2 separate regions of the Anas platyrhynchos genome follow, and region 1 is linked to region 2. Evidence: chromatin contacts called from public Hi-C data. All regions are on one chromosome and are shown on one strand. Each heading gives the region's core, a stretch centred on a gene start, on an enhancer-like site or on the middle of the called end of the contact. The rest is flanking DNA. Distances are from core to core; before and after follow the strand shown.

The links. Hi-C and Micro-C count contacts between places; a contact is called where the count stands out from the background.
Region 1: a Hi-C map of small yellow follicle shows a contact between it and region 2, with 1.7 times the contacts expected there. The contact joins the enhancer-like site here to the promoter of ATP1B1 in region 2. A contact is called at or near these places in 2 of 8 Hi-C or Micro-C datasets (F5 follicle and small yellow follicle).

What each region holds. Positions count from the first base shown.
Region 1 is chr1:88,324,570-88,328,277 of IASCAAS_PekinDuck_T2T, forward strand. No RefSeq gene overlaps it. Among named protein-coding and RNA genes, the nearest start is that of ATP1B1, 38 kb to the left of the region's middle. Within about 2 kb of position 2,167, at least 4 of the 8 cell types and tissues checked have an H3K27ac peak or open chromatin away from gene starts, as enhancers often do. A contact at or near this core is called in F5 follicle and small yellow follicle, where this site is marked.
Region 2 is chr1:88,286,057-88,290,113 of IASCAAS_PekinDuck_T2T, forward strand. It overlaps ATP1B1 (ATPase Na+/K+ transporting subunit beta 1), which reads right to left and starts at 2,076. Exons shown (of 6, transcript NM_001310386.1): 1 at 1,965-2,076; 2 at 40-168. The coding sequence starts at 2,064. It overlaps LOC110354432 (a long non-coding RNA gene), which reads left to right and starts at 1,304. Exons shown (of 2, transcript XR_002406375.4): 1 at 1,304-1,546.

The sequences.
Region 1 (3,708 bases), core at 917-3,416, 39 kb after region 2:
TTCAGTAACTTAGAAATTTTCTGGTATTATCCCAAGAATTTCCCAGTACCCTGGGGTGTCCAGCATACCATCATTAAAATCATCAGGATGAAAATACCACAACAGAGCAACTGTGCATGTTATGCTACTTTTGTTACCTTAACTCTTGGTCCCATTACCTCGTTCTGTTTCATCCCCGGGTTGTATCTTGTCTCCAACACCTTGTGACCATCTTGTGGGAATGACTGTCCTTTAATAGATCTATAAACTGCCAATAAACTATTAGGATTTTAGCTTTGTGGGATTGTGGGCATTAAAATGTTTTCCCTACGTAATATAATAGTGTATTGCATGACAAATCACCTAACAACATAGACAGCAGAGAGAGTTAATCTGGTACTAGCAGGACTGATGGAGGAAATACAGGCTGGAGAAGAGCAGAGCAGAAAGCAGGGGACAGCAAGTCCTCTGCCTTCCCTGGCACCAACCCAGGGAAGAAGAGCACTCAGGGAGGTGCCAGCCCAAAGAGCTCCATGAAATCACTTGGTAAGCCGGAAGGGGAAGAGGTGAGGTTGTGTTCAGCACGCTGATGCCAGTCCCTTGGCAGAAATGGCTTTGGTCTTGGATTCTCATTGAACCTCTTTGTTCTCCTCTGTTTTTTTGAACAATGTGTTTCTGTTTCTCCCCATGAATGTAACTCCTTATGGCTAACTGCAGTTGTGTTTATTCTTTGCATAAACCTTAGGAAACGACGTTTTTTTTTCTTTCTTCACAGCAGATGAACTTACCTAGTCTCCCACAATGGTCCTGGGGTTCTCTAGAACAGCAGAGCTAGTTGGGTCCTGTCTGGATCATTACCATAAAATACGGCCAGGAGGAGAGTTAAGGGAAGTCAAGTGGTTGCATATAGTGCCATACGATGTAGGACAGCTATTTAGGTACTTCCTTCTTCCACCACAGGGGTTCATGTTGTCATCAGCCTGTTCTCTAGCTTGACAGCACAAAACCACCAGGAGCCACAGAAATTGCAGGCAGGCCCAAGCTTAACAAGGGCTGTGCATCTCTGTGAGATGCAGGGAGGGGAGCGATCTGTTTAACAACAGAGGTGACAAGTCACTCCACAGTCAGCAGCATGGCACACTTTTTGCAGCAAGCCAGCTCTTTAGGCCTCCTGTTCATTGCTGTCGGAGGGGCTGGGAGAGAGCGTCAAAAATGCGTAACAGAAGAGTGAAGGTCTGGGGAGACGATTGGGCCATTTAGTGCAATGTGCTTATCTGCTTACATATTTTCCTTCCACTCAGCCCTTCTTTCTTACTTTTCCCTGAGATCCTGCGATTCTCCCCCTTCTGCCTGCAGACACAAAGCTCTAGCTGTTGCTTGATCTCATTTCTGTGACATTTCAGGCACTCTTCCTGCTGACTTGTTCCATCTGGTTATTACCCTTTGAGTGAGAAGTAGCTCTGCCTGCATCTCTGCTGAGTATCCCAGCCTGTGTGCTGAGCGTTTCGGCTCCTCCTCCCTGAGCAAGCAGGCTCGAGCAGGTTTATAAATAGGAGTTTTCAAATTAATAAGAGAGGGTGCGGGGGTGAGGAAGAGAGAAACTGCGCTGAAGTCACTTCAGAGGCAGATACTAATACTCTTCAGAACGATGGCTTTGCAGGCACAGCGGCACAGGGACATTTGGAGACAGGATGGTTGAGCACCGAGAGGGGGAAGGGGGTTAAGGTTTGGCTCTGCCACAAGTTTTAATGTGACGTAGGAAGTCGTAGCTCCTCTCAGTTCTCTGTGAGCTGGATCCTTCTCCTGATTCCCTCCCAGTAAATGTACCATCATGGCTGGGGGGCAAGAACGGCATATTGCTATGCATTTGCTTGTAGATCAGTAAAACAAGGCTTGCCTCTTGCTGGGCTCTCCCAGGATCACTACAGTATCACAGACTTCTATTTAGAGGCACTGCAGAGACATTCTCCCTTCTGGGCAGTGCCCAGGCTGCACCCTCTCGCTGGGGCAGAATAAACACCTTGCACTTTATGACCTTTTCCCCCCTTTGTTTTTATTATCTCCACTTAGGGCCAGTAAATCAAACACCACAAGCGCTGCTGGGAGTAAAATCCTTGTGGTGACTTCCAGCCCACTTTCCAGAAGGATAAGTCCCTTATCTGTACGGTGAAGACAAAACACAGCCAGTATGACCTAATTCATACAGATGGCATGTGGGTCAGCAGCCTTCTATCAGGACAACACTCTGCACAGGTTACAGCGTTTTGTAAATGCCAAGTGTTACTGCATTTGGTCTCTGAACCAAAAAAGCAGGGACATACACCGAGGTGAAAGCTGAGGAGTAGCTACAAGGCAGCTTTCTAATGGTGTATCAGTGCACGTCATTAAAGGGAGGGGGGGGCAGACTCACTAAAGGCAGTATCAGACCTGAACAGCACATTCTGCTCCTGGAAAGCCTTCCAGGAGTAACAAGATTATTAGACAAGCACTCTGTACTTGCAGGTCCTGGTGCTCAGTGTGACATCTGCAGTGTTCAGCAGATACATGGAGGGGATGTGAGGTCAGATGGTAGATGTAAAATCTGCATACAGGCACAGTGGGTCATGAGCAATTGTCTGGGATGGTCCCTGATTGACTCTGAACGTGAGGATTCAGCTCTAACACACAGCATGTTCTGTCTTTCTGTCTGCAGTGGAAATAACTTAGATTTATTCTGGTGCAGGACAGCCAGAACATAGAACATCATGCTTGAAATACTCAGTGTACCTACAAAAGAAAGGATGTTCTTGAACCTCTTATCTCTGGACCTCACACAGGCTAACCCCCAAGCATGCCATCCTCTTAATCCACCAAATTAGGACTGATTCCTTGCAGAGAACAGAGCACAGGCCTCTCCTCCTTGTATCTTCTTTCGGAAGGTGCATTCTGAAAAGGCTTGGAAGCTTTCATTTCCAACCATGGAAATTGTTAGACACCTTCCTGTACTGTCTCCCCTCCTGGGACAAATTCTCATTCAATCCATGATTAAAACTGATCACTAAAAACAAATCCTCTGGTTTCCAGACATCCAGCTGTAAAAGTCAGCCATTCAGAACAGCAGCAAGTACTAGTTAAAACGTGCTGGTGTTGTGAGACACGAAGAATTAGAAAAAGAATATCAAGATGGATCCTATGTTTTTGCCCAGTAGGCTGATGGCATGTTTAGTAGGAAGACAAGACATTCTCCTATTCCTGGGTATTCAGCTCTCCACAAAACTCCTGCAAAAACTTTCCTGACCTCTTACAGATAGCGTCACCAACCCAGTAATTTCACAAAGCAGGTAAGACATGGTAACGATGTCCTGCCAGCAGGTTGTGATCTGACAGCAATTCAGAGTGGGAATGGAAAATTTAGCCCTTGTATTTTATTAGTTGAATGCGGTGCTCTTCCAAAGCCTGTTGGCAAAGTTAAAAGGTTGAAGGCATTGTTAAAGTGCAGGCTGAATTGCAGCCAGCTCATGCAGTCTTAACTGGAGATATGCTGAGCTTCTGAATGAAGTATTGTGTTCCCACTGTCTCCTGCAATACAGAAGAAAGAAGTCTTCTACACACTGAAGAGGAAATTCCTTCTGATGGCACCAGGACATGGACAGGCTCTCTCTGTCACACAAATGTTAAGCGCTTCTACCACTGTCATCACCCTAGGAAGCCAGCTCCTGGTAATGTCACAGAAAAAGGTCTCTCTGTAGT
Region 2 (4,057 bases), core at 826-3,325:
GCTTGCACCCGGGCCAGCACGGGCCTCCTCGTTAGTTACCTGGAGGTGCCACTCGATCCTGGTATTTGGGTTCAAATTCACTGACGGTGAGCAACATCACTTGGATGGTCCCAATGAAAATACCTGCCAGGCAACCGTAGAAGATGACATAGAAGAGGAGGATCTTAACTGCAAGAGAAAACAAACGGAAAGATGAATCGGATCAAGCCCCAATTAATTTGGGATCATAAAGGGTGAGGATTACAATGTGTTCTCCCATGTTTTAATGGATCCCTTGGCTGACCAAGGCTACCACAAGGTGACAGGCTTTCAGCGAAGCACCAGCCCAACGCAAGTCAACGTGCTATAGGCAGTGCTACACACTCCACACCACTCTGGGCTTCAGAGCTATTTCCACAGAGCCAACAGGAGCCGTTAGATTCAGGTTTACAAGCATTGCTCAAGTGTGACCTCCCTAATAATTCAGACTCTGGCCTCCACCAGAGACAACAGAGGCAGATTTTAGGCCCAAATCAGCACCAAGGCTCAATCTCAAATGCAGGCAAGCACTTCAGCGTGTCACAGCACTCTGCATTTACCAACCTTGCGCATCTACAAAGGCACGCCAGCACCGCTCATACCAATTAAAAACTGAATTATGTAATAATGAAAGACTAAATTTAGTTTGGGTCTGAAAGGAGATGCCTAGAATAATCCTAGTGGGGGGGAAGAGCCTGAGAGGCAGCGCAGCTCAGACTCTGGGTATCGGTTACCAGTTTACAGGGATTATCTCAACTGATTAACTGCACAGTAACACGCCGTACTAGGCATCACCAGGCCGCCTACGGGAAGGATAAACCAGCCCATGCCAAGCAACTAGGGGCTAATTGGGCTGCAGGAACAAGCACTGCAGCGAGGAACACTTCAAAAAGCCTGCTCGATCCCGGCGTCCTAGCCTAATCGCAAACGCGGACGAGGTTTACATGGAGGACTCAAGGTGAACAGATACAAGGGCAGGGGAGGAAGCAGTAGTGAAGGTATTCCTCCTCTCCTGAGCCCCGTCACAAAAAAGCTCCATCAGTGGAGAAGCCTCCTCATTAAAGCAGCCATTTCTGGTGGATTTCGTTTTCCATTTACGACAGAAAGGATCAGGAGGGACAGGCTCAGAAAGACGCTCCATCCTCTCATCCGCCGGGGAGCGGGGCGGCAGCCATGGCTGGTGAGCAGAGCTCGGTGCGGATCGCGGTGCTCCAGGAGTTAAAGCACTCTTTGGTATCCAGGCAGCGTAAAGCAAATGGTCGTGACGTCAAAGACATTTGGAAATTTTTTCCAGAGCACGGTCATAGGAGGTGCTGTTGTAACGAACCAAACACTAATGCTCTTGTCCGCAGCGTAACGCCTTTGAGTTTTTGTAACATCAAAAGGCCGGCGCTGGGAGGTAGCTTATTTAACCGGTCTCCCAGCCGGGATGCTCCTAGCCCCAGAGACACCGTAAAGGTCACGGTTTCAGAACAAACACACGGCAACCCAGCGCAAGGGGGTTGCGCCACACAGCTTCCCACACCAGGTAGGCTTATGACGGAGGAACGGGACGGCCAGCCTGCAGGTTGACATCGCTCCCAGGCGGGTGGGCACCAGGAGGGCTCGCTCTGCCTCCGCGTCGTGAGCACTGCGGAGCCTCGGGCACAGCGGGCACCCATGGGTGCGCACCCACAGCCCCATCCTGCTCACACAGGGGCAGGGCAGGAGCCCGCTGCGGTCCAGCGGAGCCAGGGCTGGCACCTGGGGCTGCTCCCTCACGCCAGGACCAGGCTCAGCATCGGGGGGCACCCCAGCACCTGCGGGGGGCTGCCCCTGCCCGGGGGGCGCGGCAGGGCCCCGCTGCCCTCCCTGCGGGGCGAGGCAGCGCCAAGGACGAGGCGCCCTCACAAGGTCGCCCCGCCGCCGGCTCCCCCCCCCCCTTCATCCCCCTGTCCCACACTCACACCAGCTGCCCCCGGTGCGGCCCAGCAGCTCCTTCTTCTCCGAGTTCCAGATGAACTTCTTCCAGTTGCCGTCGCCGTCCTTGGCCTTCCCGCGGGCCATGGCGAGCGAGCGGGGGGCGGCGGAGGGGATGGGGAGAAGGGAGGGGGGTGAGCGCTGAGGGGCTCGGGCGGGCTCCGCGGCACCGGGACGGGCTGCGGGGAGGGGGCTTGCGGGGAGGGGAGGGGGCGCTGGAGGGGGTCCGGGGGCTGTCGGAGCACGGAGGAGCGGGGGGTGAAGCAGCGGAGCCCAGCGGGCACGGAGCGGCCGCGCTCAGCGCCCGCCGCAGCCCTTCATATAGGGCGCGGGCCCCGCCCGCACCGCGCCGCAGCCACTGGCAGGCGGCGGGGGGCGGGCAGGGGAGGGGACGGGACGGGAGGGGAGGGGGCGCCGCGCGGCACCTGCCGGGATGGTGTGGGGTTTTTTTTAATTAATATATATATATATATATTTATTATTATTTATTTTATTTTTTTTGAGGAGGGCGCAGCCGCCCTCGCAAGGTGACCTTCAGGGAGGGGCCGGCCCGATGATGGGGGGGGGTGGTGGTGGCTGCGGCACCCTGTGGGGGTCCCGGCCCCACAGCTCGTTGTGAGGGGATCCCAGGAAGGGGCAAAGGGCTCTGGTGCGGCCTTGCGATCCCCATCCACGACGGAAGTTCACCAACATGTCCCAGTCCCACAGTGTCACGACACAGCTGAGTCACACGTGCAGCCCGGCTGCCGTGCCCCACTGGGATGTATTTACCTCTGAACTTCCTCCTGGTCACGACATGGCGCCCCGGGTGTCTTCCTGCTGTTAAGCTGCAGGCTTGCTCTGTCAGCCTTCCCTCCGCCCGTTCTGGTTGCTCAGGAGGCTGGGCAACTGCACGCCAGCCGCCCCGCTGTCCCCAGGGCCAGCCCCAACGTGGGGCCCTTCCCCAGGCACCCCATGGCCACCACACACAGCCAGACCCTGAAGTGACCTGCTCAGGCCTGATTTTTGGGGCCTTGGTCTGCCGGGAATGGGCACCTCGAGGTGATGGCTCCCTGCAAGGATGAGCACGGCCTCCCCATGCCTAGGCACGCAGCTGGGCTCCTCAAAGCCTCACAGGGTTAGGAAGAGGAGTGTCACACGGGAGCAATGTACGCTGCACCCAGGGGCAATGTACGCTGAAGGCTCTGTGGTAGATTACGTGTGGTCAGAGGGAGCCAGCCAGGTGTGCCCCAGGGACTTCCAGCCTGGGTTTGGGGAATTGGCCCTCAACAGCATTTGTGCGGTGGAAAATGGCCGATCAGATGGCTGAGGACAAACGGCGTCTCCCTCCTGCCTGGTGTCTGGTCAGAGCTGGTCTTTAAAGAGACCTGCTGATGGTGGGCGATAACGAGAGCAAACAGACAGCAGTATCTGATACCCGAGTGAACATCATCTGCCGTGTAGGGAGGACGTATCATTTACAAGTTAAGAAGGCTGTGATTACAATCAGGCCAATAAATAGAGGAGCACCACAGGAGGAACAAGCGCTCACTTCTAGCACCCAGCGCCATTGCTGCTGTAGCCAAGGCTGTGTCTCAGCCGCTGGGCCACCAGGCCTGCCTGGTCACTTGGGAGCTGAACCTGCTCTCCTCCTGATGCCCTGGGTGCTGTTTTTGCCTTGGCCCCCTACCCTACAAAAACACCACGCTGGGAATCGTGTGCAGGTTGCAGTGTGGTCACCCAAACACAAAGCCCACTCTTTAGCCTACCTCATGGATGCTGTGTCTGGCTTCACCCTCGGGTCAGGACCCATCTCATCCAGTCTGCTGGTTCAGGGCAGGTGGAACAGCAGCAGTTTACGCAGACCTCCCTGCCCTCTGCCCAGGCAATGGGGTCACCCAAAATGAAGCCAGCATCAGGTACTCAAGCAGGTTCATGGCGATGTCCAAATCAGAGAAGAGAACGGGACCACACACTCTCCCACAGTGTTAGTTCCTAAGGCCACAGAAAGTGAGTTTGGAGAAAGCAACTAGAATGAATGATCTGAAAAACCTGAGCAGTCGTATCACGGTTACAGACTAAATGGCTACCCAGAAACACG